Regions from separate parts of the Oryctolagus cuniculus genome. Here region 1 is linked to region 2. The links are chromatin contacts, called in public Hi-C maps. All regions are on one chromosome and are shown on one strand. The core of a region is the stretch at or near the end of the contact, and the rest is flanking DNA. Distances in the headings are between cores, read along the strand shown.

Evidence for each region. A called contact is a pair of places that touch in the nucleus more often than the background predicts.
Region 1: a contact with region 2 is called in a Hi-C map of embryonic fibroblasts, with 4 times the contacts expected there. The contact joins the enhancer-like site here to the promoter of SLC17A8 in region 2. A contact is called at or near these places in 4 of 6 Hi-C or Micro-C datasets (ear pinna, embryonic fibroblasts, skin fibroblasts and 1 more).

The regions. Positions count from the first base shown.
Region 1 is chr11:103,468,086-103,475,741 of mOryCun1.1, reverse strand. The region is part of intron 7 of NR1H4 (nuclear receptor subfamily 1 group H member 4); the gene reads right to left. Among named protein-coding and RNA genes, the nearest start is that of GAS2L3, 18 kb to the left of the region's middle. Within about 2 kb of position 1,526, at least 1 of the 8 cell types and tissues checked has an H3K27ac peak or open chromatin away from gene starts, as enhancers often do.
Region 2 is chr11:103,262,070-103,269,459 of mOryCun1.1, reverse strand. It overlaps SLC17A8 (solute carrier family 17 member 8), which reads right to left and starts at 5,648. Exons shown (of 12, transcript XM_002711219.5): 1 at 5,182-5,648. The coding sequence starts at 5,282.

The DNA.
Region 1 (7,656 bases), core at 277-2,776, 210 kb before region 2:
TTTAAACTCACGACAGTTTATCCCAAGTCAAAGATGTCATGTACAGAACTAAACTCCCCCGCCTTCCTCTAAGTCCACTCCTTTCTTGGAGTTCCCATTCTCAGTGATTGGGAACTTCACTCACCCTCCTGCCAGGCCTGACAGCTTAGATTCAGGTGTTCAGCATCATGGCTGTACCTGCTTACTCCCTCCCCCTCTATGGCGTGTGGCACTGACTCAGTCTAGTTCCCCATCTCTTTTTATCTGGATTACTTGCAATTGCATCTTCATTGGTCTTCCTATCTTCAATTTTGTTACCTTCATTCTATCCTCTGTCCATATACTGGAACGACCTTTCTAAAATTCAAACCACACACTTTCTCCCCTTTTCTTACAAAGCTTCCAAAACTCTGATATTTGGCAAAAAGCTTTAATTGTCCTCCTTTCAATATAGAACCCTACTGCCTATCTCATCACACATGAACTCATGATAATATCAGTAGGAGTTCTTCTGTATTGAGTACTATTCACTACGTGTTAGACATAGTTTTAAACACTTCTCATGTTATAATTCATTTTATCTTTCCAACAGTTCATGAGGTAGACACAGAGACGTTATATAATTAATGCAGACACATAGCTGGTGAGAGATGGAAGCAAAGACGGTGGGCTACAGTGTCCTATTAGCTATGACTAGGAGGCACTACTCTTCTATCACATGGCCCTGCCTCCAGCCTTGTTCACGTATTTATGGTTCCCAAACAACGCTGGGCCATGGCCACAACCAAGAACCAGAAACTCCATCAAGGTCTCCCATGTTGATGGAAAGAACAATTACTTGAGTCATCACTGCTGCCTCTCAGGGTCTTCATTAGCAGGAAGCCGGAATCAGGAGCCAGATCAGGACATCACACCCAGGTACTCCAATGTAGAGTGTGTGTGTGTCTTAACCAGCGTCTAACTACTAGGTTAAAAGCTCATTTCCTGCCAAGTCATCATAGTGTTCTTTCCTTTTTATGTGGTTTCTCCTCCCTCTCTTTTATCTAGGTTATTCCTCCTTCTAATTTAAGACTCACTTGTTTCATTTCCTCCATTCATTCAATAAATACCAGCTTGGTACCTGTTCTGTTTATGACTCCAATCCAGCAGAGCCTTTGGCTGAGACATCAAGGAAAATAGTGGTGGAGGGCAGGGGATGAAATAGTGCTGTTATTTGTGGGTGAATAGGATGAGTTTCCCAGAATTGATTCAGTTGAAAACAGCAATGTTCTATTCCTTCGCAAACCACATCTAGAGCCACAGTTGTGGCTGAAGCAAACCAGAGTAAAATTTGATTCCATGTGCTAGGGAGTACAGTTATTACCTAATAGTACATACTACAGAAAGTACCAGAAAGTATAAATCCTTGCCCCTACCAGAATCTGAAGACTCTTCCCAGATTAAATCCTTGGCCTTTCTCTCACTTGTCAAAATGCCACACTCTTCTGCCCTTTGACTTTTGATTCTCTAATTGACCCCAGTGGGCTCTATTAACAACAAGGACTTTGTTGAGCAACTTGAGGATTACGTCATGTGGAAGGTTGCCCTTTACCCAGATGTTACAGATTGAACTGATTACCCATGACCAAACTAAATACAACTTAAAATGCGGGGGATTGGAAGATGTGAGCTGGGAGATACCAATCCTGGTTTCCAACAAATATAGTGGATAAGAGTTCATGACCCAGTGGGTTTGAGCCATTTGACTCTGTGACTTCAGCATGGACATATTATTTATACCCTTTAAGCCTTAGTTTTCTTATTGGTGAAATGTGAATTAGATAACAATGGTATTATATGAGACAATATATAGAGAGCCCTTAGCACAATGCCTGGCTCATAGTAAGCCCTCTATAAATGTTAGAACAAATGATATTAACTACTATTATTGCTATTCAGGATAATTGAATCAACACGTTCATTTTAGTCTTCAATTACATTTGTGTACTTTCATCTCTACAAAGATATGTTGGTTTTTTGAAAAATTATTCTGCAAACTACTGGCTGATTTGCCTCAGTATTTTTCTAAGACCTGAAGTTTCTTGGTAAGTTATTCTTTTTTGTCTTCCAAAAAATGGCCATGAAATGTGATTGCCTAAAATAATTCATGACTATGGCACTACTTCAAATAGTACATGAGGATTAAGAGATATTATCCAAGGCAGCTGATTTGAAAATTTCCAAATTTTAGAAATCATCTTTAACTATCTAATTTCCTATTTCATTTCATTTTTAAATCCCCACTCACTCTCCAACAACTCTCCATTACCTATCTAATTGTAGTTGATAATCTTTGGGGAAAATTAATTTAAAATGCTTATTAGGATGGTTTCATCTTGTACGTATTGTGAAAGCCAAGAGTAAATACAGAAAAATGCAGAAAACAATGAACTTTTTAAGAAACACTTTTTCCACAGGGTGGATCAAATATAATTGTGCTTTTGGAATTAGCTAGCAATCAGAATTGACTATGCCAGTATAAGCACAGGGAATGTTTCAAGTGCTTGTGAACCAGCAATTTCTAACATAAGAAATGTAACAATAATATCATCCTGAAGAGGACAGCCTTTTCCTGTTTTCCTGCTTCCTCCTTCTTCCTGGAGACTTAAAATTTGCTTCATTTTTGCTGCTGTGACCGATTAGCTGAATTTGGTCACAAGGGGGAGCTATTTTCTAATTAAACCACAAAGACTGCCACGGAAAGTTAGGTTGTAAAAAAGACTGTTGAATTCTTTACTTAATATATACTAAATTGATCTTCTGTATATAAAGATAATTGAAAATGAATCTTGATGTGAATGGAATGGGAGAGGGAGCAGGAGATGGGAGGGGTGCGGGTGGGAGGGACGTCACGGGGGGGGGGGGGGGAGCCACTGTAATCCAAAAACTGTACTTTGGAAATTTATGTTTATTAAATAAAAGTTTAAAAAAACTGTTTTGCTCCTATTTCTTATTTTCTTTCCTTTAAAAGAAAAGAAAAAAGAGGTCTGTGATTGATAAATTGATTGATAATTAATTGCTCAATGATCAGAAATATTATTTGACAGAATAATCATTTGATAGAATTAACATAAAAGTAAGTACTGATTTAAGTCGTTTTAAAATGTAAATGTCTTTCATTGTGTGTGTGTGTGTTACATACAAGTATGTACATTATTCATACACTTTTCCTGGTATTCTAGACCTCATGAATTATTACAATTGGCCATCTGAAGATACATTGAGCATGTCCCTAAAAATTATATTATTTTCTTAAAACTATATAGTATGAAATCTTTCTAGTAGTGGCACCACCCCATCACCTAGAAGTTAAGGTATAAGTCCCTGACATAGCATAAAAGGCAATGTCTGTTTTCTGCTTCCCTTTCAAAGTATGCTCTCACAATCACAATGATTTTCTTATGAATCAGTGACACCTATTCTTTTAGGTCCCTAAATCTGAGAGTTCATTTCCTCATTAGTGACAGTCCCCCTTCCCTGCCTCATGGCCATGTCTATGGTGAAGACAGATCCTACTCCTTTCCCCGTGGTCCAGGCACTGTGGGTGTCATTTCCCATGTAGATGGCAGTGTTTTCAGGGACAAAAGCAGTGGAATTCTGGCCAATGAGACTAAAGGGGAGCCTCCTGAGAAGCTCCTAAGAAACATTCAGGGTATTTTTAAAAGTTCCTGGGGAAAAAATGAGATGAAACGATTAAGTTTATTTAGTTAAATAACATTTTTGTGAAGTCCATTCACAGCTTCCTCATAATATGCATTTCCCATAACACTTTTTTTTTTTTTTTTTTTTGACAGGCAGAGTGGACAGTGAGAGAGAGACAGAGAGAAATATCTTCCTTTTCCGTTGGTTCACCCTCCAATGACCGCTGCAGCCGGTGCACCACGCCAGTCCAAAGCCAGGAGCCAGGTGCGGGTGCAGGGCCCATGGACCTGGGCCATCCTCCACTGCACTCCCGGGCCACAGCAGAGAGCTGGCCTGGAAGAGGAGCAACCGTGACAGAATCTGGCGCCCCAACCGGGACTAGAACCCGGGGTGCCAGCGCCGCAGGCAGAGGATTAGCCTAGTGAGCCGCGGTGCCGGCCTCCCATAACATTTTTAAAGACTGCTAATACGCATGGATTTCCAAATCTTTTTGCATCCAAATAAACTTATCTTTTAATTTCCTTTCTCATGAACTTTTGAAGAACCCTATATCCCCATCCTAAGGAAGGGACCATCCCTCTCTCCATTGGCTGTTTTATCTAGATAAGATGTCTGTAACTGCTGCTGCCATTAGATGACCAGGAGAACCTGCCTGAGGGCAAAGCCAATACTCCCAGGATAGCAGAGCAGGAAGATGAGTACCCTGTGTTTCTGGTGGTGCACTGAGCCCTGAAGTAGCCAATTCTGCTGCCACCCTTCCTCTGGGTTTCTTGTTTTGGCTAAGCTATTTCCGTACTATTTCCTGCATCAGCCAAAAGTATCCTAATTGACAGCTCCCCTTACAAATAAGATAACTTCTTGTGTCTTCCTTTTTTTCTCCCTAAAATACAGGATCTTAATTAGGCTAGAACACCCATGTTCTAAGACCAGGTTCAAATCTTGATTCCCTGTGGCACTTTCCCTTTCACAATGAAGCAGAACTAGCTGCCTCCTTCTCTGTGTTCAGTTCTATTACATTTATTATAATCCATATCTCTAGCTTCTCACTGGAGCATGAGTTACCACATACATTTTATGAAGGGTCAGGCGTTTGACCTAGCAGTTAAGCTACTGGTTAGGATGCCTGAATGCCACTCTGGAGTGCCTGGTTACTCAGTCCTGGCTCCTGATTCCAGCTTCCTGCTAATATACACCCTGCGAGGCAGCAGGTAGATGGATTCCCATCACCCCTGTGGGAGAACTGGATTGAATCCAGGCTCCTGGCTTTTCTCTGGCCTAATTTTAATCATTATGGGCATTTGGGGAGTGGAAGAGCAGATGGGAGTATTCTCTCTCTCTCTCTCTCTCTCTCTCAAGTAAATAAAAATTTTAAAACAGACAAATTTTATGACAGCAGATGCTTGATGTGCTTCCTGGCCCATAAAGGGAACTCCATAGATGCTTCTTATTCATGTCTGTGTCTCTTGTCATTTTGCTGAGGATGTGGTAGAAGACGAATAAATGTTAAGCAAGACAGTCTTGTGTTTTGCAAGTTGGTTGTGATGAAGGTGATGAGGTGATGTAGCTGTGAGATGTTATGGGGGCAAAAGACGCCATTAAGATCATGGAAGCTTTCTTATGATGTTAAGAGATTGCACAGTATCCTCTATTTCCATTGCTAAACTCTGCCCAGAGAGTCAGGTGTGCCATACTCTTGGCACTATGTAAAAGCTGCCATGAAATTAGAAATTCATTATAAACATTTAATTATAAAATGTTTCATTATAATTTTATTATAAAACATTTAATTTAAAATAGTGAATAAAGAATATACTGTCCATCAGGCTCAGTGACTAAAAATCAGCTGGCCACATTAGGCTCACCAGTTCTTGCGAGTTGCCAGAATCTAAACTGACAAACTATAGACACATCTCAACAAAATTCACCAATTTTTGTTTACTAAATATGTCCCATCACTGGGATAGTACAGAGAATACAAAATTCTCAGGCAATACAGAGTCAAATACAGAGTAAAGGAAGAGGTAAGTACATGAAGCCCCAAAACTGAGCAAGCACAAAAGGCTTAAAAAGCAACCAGCTCTGCCCAGGGGCAATGGAAATATCAACTTTTATATTCCTTAATACTTCTACTTTTTTGAGTTTTATCTATTTATTTGCTTTTATTTACTTGAAAGGCAGAGCAAAAGAAAGAGAGAGAGAGAGAGAGAGAGAGAGAGAGAGTCTTTCATCCACTGGTTCATTCCTCAAATGCCTGCAACAGTTGGAGCTGGGCCAGGCTAAAGCCAGGAACCCAGAATTCAATCTGGGTCTCGCATGATGGTGGCAGGAACCCAAGTACGTGGGCCATCACCTGCTGCCTCCCAGGGTGCGTATTACCAGGGAGCTGAATCTGAAGCAGAGCATGAACATGAACCCAGGCATGAGGTGCGAGTTTCCCAAGCAGCATCTGAACTGCTGAGCCAAACACCCATCCCAACACTTCCTCTTAACTTGAAGAAAGTTGCTTCCTGTAACTTGAGCCCCAAATCAATCCATCTCAAAATTATCATGTGACCACTTTTGAAAAGCAAAACTAGACATGGTAAGGATTCTAGACTTTAATGTGCTTGCCTGTCATTTATTTCTAAATAAATATTGAATAAATATTAATTAATAAATATTTCTTAAATAAACATTCTGTCATTTATTTCTTTATACTTCTAACCCTTCCTTCAGACAGTATATGAACTGATAATCAGTTTACATCTGCTTCTTCGGAAAATTTAGTACTTGTGATTGTTTTCATTTTGTGCAAGTTGCAAAGGCTAAAGCAGTGAAATAACATATATTTAAAGAACAGAAAAATAAGTACAGTAGCCTCTACCACATACAGTATACTTTCATATGGTGCTACTAATGAGCCACAACTTCATCACTCTAATAAGAATATCTCCTTTTTCTGACCTCATTGTCTTTATTTATTTAAACATTTACTTGGAAGCAATTTGAAATAGCTAGCTGCAGCTTTTAGCTCACCACCAAAGGGCAGGCTTTGGGTTTTACTGGACTATTATAATCCCTACTAGCTGGTAGTGAGGGAAACATTAGACCTTGGTGAGTGACAGGTGCAACATATAGAAAGAGTGCCTGGGCTTTGAGTTAGCATGCCTGCATTCATTTCCTAGCACTCTGCTAATTAGCTGTATGAACTTGGGCAATTCATCTAGCCCCTTTATTTCCCATCTATAAAATAAAAGCATAACACTCATGGATTGGGACCATTGGGAATGCTAACAAAATGATGCACATAAAAGCTAAACACAACAAAATCCCTATTTATAAGTGAGCATTACCATCCTGATAGATACTTACTAAGTGAATATTTCCGTTATGTCTCTTGTGGGTTCCAAAATAGTCCACCAAGAAACGTTCTATAAATTTTAGAGGTTATCTATATTTGAAATGAACAGAGCAAGTTGCTTTGTTCTATGAGAGATTATTGCTAATTTTCTTAGTGTTAAAATGTAAACTCATTCAGTGTTAGTAAGCCTATTTTAGTACGATCATATTTTGTGGGTCCTATGATTATTCCTATTTTTATTAAAAATTCCAGCTTAAAAACCTAGTTTGCATCATAATACTTCATTACAAATAAAATTATTGATGCATTTGAATTGTGTAGAGACAACAGATTGTGTCAGATATATATTCTAAAGCTTTAATTAACATAAATAAACACTGTAGCTCTCATTAAGTAAAAGCAACTCAGGAGATAGTATCTTTGTGTATGAAATTGGAATTTAATAATAGCAAACAAAAGAGTATGAATTTGAAAAACAAGAAATGAAATTTCACATTACATTCCTTAAAGAGCTCTGAAGGTATAAGCAGAGTAACTTTAAGATGTTGTATTACTCTGGAATTAAATGTATAATAGAAATAGAATGTGTTATATTACCATATAAATAAAAAGTTATTCTGAAAGGTCATCTTGCAAGATCCAGTTTTTATGTGATG
Region 2 (7,390 bases), core at 4,399-6,898:
GAAGAATGAGAACAGATATTTAACACAGTGGTTAAGACACTCACGAGTCCCAGCTGCTTCACTTCAACCCCGCTCCCTGCTAATGGCCTGAGAAAAACAGCAGAAGATGGCCCAAGGGTTTGTGCCCCTGCCATCATGTGGGAGACCTGGAAGAAGCTCCTGGCCCTGGCTTTGGACCAGCCCAATACTGGCCATTGAGGGCACCTGGAGAGTGAACCAGCAGATGGAAGAGCTCTCTCTGTCTCTCCCTCTCTCTCTGTAATTCTACCTCTCAATCAATAAATTTTTACATAAATTTCAAAAAGATACTCAAAACCTACATCAGAGTACCTGGATTTGATTGCTGGTTCCTGACTCCAGCTTCCTGCTTCCCCAGAGAGGCAGCAGTGTTGGCCAATCACATGGGAGACCTGGATTAAGTTCCCATCTGCCAGTTTCAGCCTACCCAAGCCCAATCCTTGCCATTGCAGGCACTTAATGAATCAGCAAGTAAGAGCATATCTCTCTTTCTTTCTCTCTCTGCCTCTCAAAATTAAGATTAAATAGATAAAGAGCACTTCAAAACGTTCATAGAACAAGTGAATTAAAAAATAAGTATGAGGTGGGCATTTAGTCCAGTAAAGCCGTCCATTTCCCATACTGGAGTGCCAGGGTTCAATATCTAGCTCTAGCTTCTAACTTTAGCTTCCTGCCAGTGTAGACCCTGGAGGTGGTACTGATGACTCAAGTAATTGAGCTCCTGCCACCCATCTGGTACACCTGGATTAGAGTTCCTGGTTCCTGGCTTCAGCCTGCTCAGTCCTAATCATTGAAGGCATTTGGGGAATGAACTTCTCTAGCTCTGGTTCTAGCTCTATCTGTTGATCGAATAAATTTCAAAAATATTTAAAGATAAGTTTATTTTGGTACAAAGATGTGAAGTCCATATTAACAAGGACTGTGACTGCTATTCAATCTCTTTGAGATTTTCATGCCAAGACTGGAGGACAACGCCAGGAGTCATCATGGGAGCTGGGAGAAATATGTTTAGGACCCAAGAGATCCACTAAAACACTTCCTTGTCTAGCTTTAACTGTAAATGCATAAATACAGCCAACGTGACCTGATAAGGGTCAGGCCCTCAGCAACAAAGGCCTGGGTCAACACAACAAGCAAACCAGCAGAAGCGAGGGGGATTGAGAAGGAGTAGAAAGCTTTTTGAGGAATTATGACCCTGAACAGAGTCCTGGAAAAGTTGTACCTGGATGGAGTGAACTGCCTATGAGGAGCAAGTGGATCCAAATGGTGTGATGGGTGGACTGAAATAGACACTGTGCACACCTGCAGATCCCTTTATCAGGCCAGCCACACACCTGGAGCTGCTGTACACTCTAACAGCTTACAACTGCTTCCTTCTCAGAACTGCACACTGCTCACTGGCCTATAGATAAATTCCCCATCCCTGCTGGGATAGCCCATGGCCAAGGACTGCCCAGTGCAGAGATACTAAAGCCTGACCCCACTTGCCTCAAAGGACCACTGTAAGTTAGTTTCACTTATATTGCAGAGCCTCCCCTATGGATATGGCCCTTGTGCCATTGTATGCTGGGCTTCTGGAAGGGTGCTTTGCTCATAAAGGATGCAAGCTCAATTCTTGCCTGATTCTTTCTCCTCTCCTATCATGCTTGAATCCCTCCAACTGTATTTTTTTCAGAAAGAGCTCTTCTTTATAAATCACATTCCAGGCTCACCCAAATCCTTCTCTCGGGTTCTGCTTTTCAGATAACCCTACCTAAAACAGAGATGCAGCAAAACAAAACTATAAAGTAAAATAAAGCAGTGAGGAGGGTCAGGGAAATGGGTGGGAGGAGGGAAGGTGAGCTTTGTCTTTAAACAAGACAGCCAAGAAACTCCTCATGGCAGGTGAACTTGGAGCAGAGACTGAAAGGAACTGAAGGAATGAGCCATCAGACTCTTCAGGAGAAAAACGTTTAGGCAAAGGGACCAGATGGTGCAAAAGCCAGGACAGGAGTGGATATGGGGGTTCCTGTGAGAGTGAGGAGGGCCCTAAGTCCTGAGGATAATGGAGCGAGAAAAGAATGTCTGAGATGTACTCAGAGACTTCTCGAAGTCCTACAGACCATAAGTGCCTTGAAGCGCCTTCAAAGGAGACTGACTTTATTTCTGGGGGAGGTGGGATACCATGGGAAGGTTCTGAGCATGGGTCTGTGCCCACGGGCCCTATAAGGTTCACAAAATCATTTGGTCTGGCAACCAGAGGTGGGATGCAAAATTCAATAAATCTATATAGTAGGTTGACTTTTAAGTTGATAATTTTGCACAGCCTGTGGATGATGTTAGAAGTATTCAAATAGCCCATAGCAGAAAAAAGGTTCTCCCCTACCCTGGAGAGATTCACCCCTTGCAGCCAAGTGGCCTGAAGACATGTAGGTAGGGCAACTGAAATCCAGGGTTGCTTGGTCTTGGAGCATGCCATAAACATGCCTGCCTTTGTCAATGGAGCAGGAAGTGCTCATCTGGTACATATGTTTAACACACAACCATTGGCACTTTCTAAAGTGCCCTCAAAGAATTAAATGAGTTTAAAGAACCTAGAACATACTAAGTGTTTGCCATTTTTTATTCCTAAGCCATTGGAGTAACACCACAGCATTTAAGATGAACAAATTGACATGTCAATTTCTGGACATTCATTTCTAAGTCTAATGTTCTCTATGTCATCTATATAGTCTAGTGCTAGACTATAAATAAATGCATCTTTATTTCTACACTTCCAAAATATTGTTGTACAGTGCTCACTTTGGCAGCACATATACTAAAATTGGAACAAAATATTGTTGTACATTTAGCTGATTAATTGCTCAGCTGCTTCTTATCAATGACTGTTTTCCAGGAAGGCTAATAATGCCTGACTGTAATCAACCCCATGTGTGAACTCTCAAATGCTTCTCTGTGCATTTGGCACTCCCTGGAGCAGGAGGAACACTGATTAAAAAGCATCTCAAGAATCCCATTTAGATGATGATCTCAGCCTCAAACATTATTAGACATCTATGATTTACACTGCCTGCTAAGTAGAAAGTAGGGGTTTCTAAGTTCCAAATGCCCTTTATAAAAAAAATGTCCTTTGAGTTTTTTTTTTTTTTACATTGGATTCTGTCAACTGATTTTATGTGAAAATCAATGGGGCAATAAGTAATTGCACATTATATGCCAAGCTCTGGGCAAGATGCTTTACATATAATTATCTTACAGACTTATGGCTAATACCAAATACATGGCAGAGCTGGACTTAATTATTCTGCAGCTCTGCTTAGACCATGGGAACTGAGGATCAACTTGGGTGTCTGGTTAACTAATGTTTATTTTTCCTTCCTCTGCCAATAGTTTATCTCTGGAGATAACTGAAAGAAGGAGTTAGAGTTTGGCTTCATTTTTCTAAGGCCATCTATAAGTAAGACAGCCATAATAATATCAAGCATTCAGTTAGAGCACTCTCTATCTCAAGTATTGTGCTAGCCATTTTTCTATTGTCCTGTGATGCCATTTTGAGGAAACTGTTCAAAGAGTCCTAGACATATGGCTCAATTTTTGGTTGAGGTTGCCCAACTTGGAAATTACTAATTTTTTAAGATTCCTAAGCAAACCAATTTTTGTAAACAAAATGATCTTAATGTGATCATCCAATCAAACATGGCAAAGCCAGCTCCTAAGGTAAGTCTTCTACTGAAAAAAAAGTAATTAAATTTCAAAAAATCAATTAAATTGAAAAAAGAATTCCAAAGTCGTTTTTCAAGTATTTTATAAACTAAGGTAAAGTTGGTGATTATAATGGTGACCATTACCCTAAGTCATGAATTTTGTTCCTAACTTTGCCAAATTCCTGTCATCACTTGAATAAGCCAATTAAGCCATTGTGCCATTTTTTTTTTGTAATTCTAATCAAATGAACACTACACAATAAGATGCTCCCTGGGGAGCGTGCAACAAAAGGATTAAACACTCTGCTTTAAATATTATTATAACCATTTCCCATATTTGGTTGGTTTATGCTGCTGTCACTGGGCTAGGTTTTCATCTAAACATGAAAATTTAGCAGAGGTCTGATTGAAGCCTTTTTTAATTTTAATTACTAAATTAATAAGGTCTCCAACCTGTTCTTTTATTACAAAAACTCATCAAGAGTGGCACAGTGGAAATTTTAACACTGATGGGAGCACATATGCTATTAAAACACAAGGAATGGGAAAAAATCCCAGAAATAGTCTCAGATTGCCTAGAAAGGGTACTTTAAATACAAAAGATTTTAAATTTAAGGGATAACATAGAGAAGTTACAAAGGCGATGCTAGGTGACATTTTCACTCACCAGGATTAAAAATAATTATTCAAACACATAAAAAGCTTATCAGGAGTATTTTCACATTTATTTATGTCAAGGAGATAAAGGAGTCCTACCTTGCACATAAGGACCACGGATTAATTCATATATCAAAACTGATATATATCAAAGGGGGCATATAAAAATTTACAAATTAAAATGTCACATAAATTCATCTATTTTTGGCACACTCTCCTTCCCATGATAATGTGTTTTACTTTAAAAAGGTTTTTTGGTTTGGACTAAAATCTCATTCAATTCAGTGATGGTACTTAATGTTTTCCCCTTCATAATCATGTGAGATTTTGTGCTTTAAAGAATACTAATTTTTTAACTCTTCCAACTATTACGCCATTATCTGTGCTTTTGGGGAAAACTATTCAATCAGGGACCACTTTAGGTATATCATATAACAAACAAAAAATTTTCAAATATTTAATTTTCAGCTCAAAACACAACTACATTTGTCACTGAGTTAGCATGAAATATTATCTCCTCACTCTTTGCTAATTTAATGCCAAACACATCATATGCATTACCCCAAGTCCAATATGTGCTCATCCTGCTGCATAAACAGCACACTTGTCTTGATGTTTCCTTAATTAAACCCAACACTTTTTGATGCATATTTTTTCCCTCCCAACAGAGACTGTTAGTGCTGCAAGAGGCTCCAGAAACCATGTAATCTGACCCACCCCTCCTTGTTAAAATGTGTTTTATAAACATGACACAAAGTCGTTCATACATTGCCAACATGAGGCTACTCAAGAAATAAACCTCAAATTTGCCTCCCAACTTTACCTTTGTAAAATCCCCAACGAATCTCCCACGGCGTTCTTCACTCCTTCCTTCCCAGGTTTCAGAAATTTTTCCTTGAAGGTCTCAAAGGCTTTAAAAGGCATTTTGAATGAGGGGCACCTGAGAGCCGTTACCACCCAGTCTCAGCAACTGTCATCTTTTCTCCTGTCCAGCGTGGGGACCGCTCTGTTTTCCGGGAACACCTGGAAGTCAGTTCTCATAGAGGTAACTGCTTAGAATCAGAAAGGAGAGGAAACTCAGCCCAGATCTTCCAAGATGAGACCACTCTCTCCTCTCTCAAAACCCCTCCCTAACAAAAATGCCAAGAGTTGTCTGGCTGGGAATTCAGCCCCTTGAAAAAGCTACAAGTCAGCAGCAGCCGCCCGTGGCTGTTGCCTCGGACAGCCACTCTGAGACTGAGCGCTGCCTCTCTCCCTCCCTGGCTGCAGCTGGAGAAGCTAAAGTGGGTTCCAGCCCATGAGGATCCCCGAGACCTGCAGCAGCATCTGCGGCCTAGCCCAGCCCCTCCCACCTCCCCACAGGCAGCCTGTGGCTCTCCCTGAGTGCTCTTTTCCATGGAGTGCTATAGTAACCCGCAGGATACCTGCCCCTTAGCCGCTGGGGCTCAGTCATGGGCGCTGGGCCAGAGCAGGCGTCCAGAGGGAAGGTTGTGTTTATGAAACATTTACGAGTCCTCTGCTTTCTGAGGCCTGGGCCTGCTGAGCGGCTCTCAGCCACCACTTCATGCCCTTTGTGTCCCCTGTGGGAGCCATGAAGCAGTTTTTTGTTTGGATGCTAGCATGGATGTGATCCCTGGAGGAACATTTGCACTTGAGTGGGCTAAATGCAAAACCCAGGCCTTGAACATGTAGGATGGCATCTATTTGTTTCTCGTCGACAGAGCAGGTTCTCTGAAGGTATGGGATGCAGACACCATTAGGGCAATTAACTGAAGATATCTGAGCCAGTCCTAGCACCTGCTTACAATCTTCACAGGCTCCTCATTGTCTCCAAGAAAAAAATACCTTATCCTGGCGCCCAAAGTGCCTCCATGGGACCCTGAGCCCTGTTTCTTGTCCCTCTGCTTTCCATAACACTGAGGCCACTGAACTGTGGCCTCTGGAGTTCACTCAAGTCGTACCCCTGCCTGGGCAATGAACCTGACCCTTCACCGTGGTCACTTCTGGGGTCCTGAAGTCTCATCCAGACATCAGATCCACTAGAAAGCCTTGCAGATGAGGCGGAGGGTCCCTCCAAATCCTCTGTACTTAGGTGTAACCTAAGCACTAGTTCCGCTGGGGATGAAATATTGCATTGCACCTGTATTCCAGGCTGCAGGATGCTGCCTCCTGGTGGTGAAGACACAGCCTTCATCTGTGATGCTTCAGAGCTCCCTACACCCAGGGACGGCCAGGGACTGACCAATGTGCTGTGGGCGATGCTCTGATTTCCCCGGAGTCATTGTCACAGAACCAGTCATTGCCCTCTGCAGCTGTAGTCCAAACCTTTCTGAATTTGAATGAAATTAAACCAAATCAGAATTGGATCTTGGGTAGGTTAAATATTGCTAATATTTATTGAGCTTTTCCTATGGTCCAAGCTCTGTGTTAGGCACTCTATTTATATAGTATCACAATCTTCCCAACACTGCTCTGTAGTTAATAACTTATTTTCTCCAATTTTACTGATGGGAAACAGGCAAAGACAGGTTAGACTTTCCTGAGATCATTTAACTAGTTAGTAGCAGAGCCCAATTTCAGATCCAAATGGCCTGACTCTGGCCCTTGTTTCTCTCTCTCTCTCTCTCTCTCTCTCTCTCTCTCTCTCTCCCCCTCTGTTCTACCCTCCCTCTCTTAAGCTTTACATTTCATATAATTCATTCATTTCAAGTGGACAATCCAATGATTCTTAGTAAATTTGCCTAGTTGTGCAATTATCACCATAAAACAACTTGAGAATATTTCCATCATCCCAGTAATGTCCCTCGTACTCACTGATAATCCCTATCTCCCAACCCCAACCATGTTCTATTCAACCACCAGTCTACTTCCTACTGACACAGATTTATACGCCTGTTCTGGACACTTTATGTAGATAAATCATAGGGTAACTTGTGGTTGGCTTCTTTAGCTTTGTATAAATTTGAGGTCTATACAGCTCACACAGAAGCTTATTCTTCTTGTTCTTTATTAATGAACAGTATTTCATTATA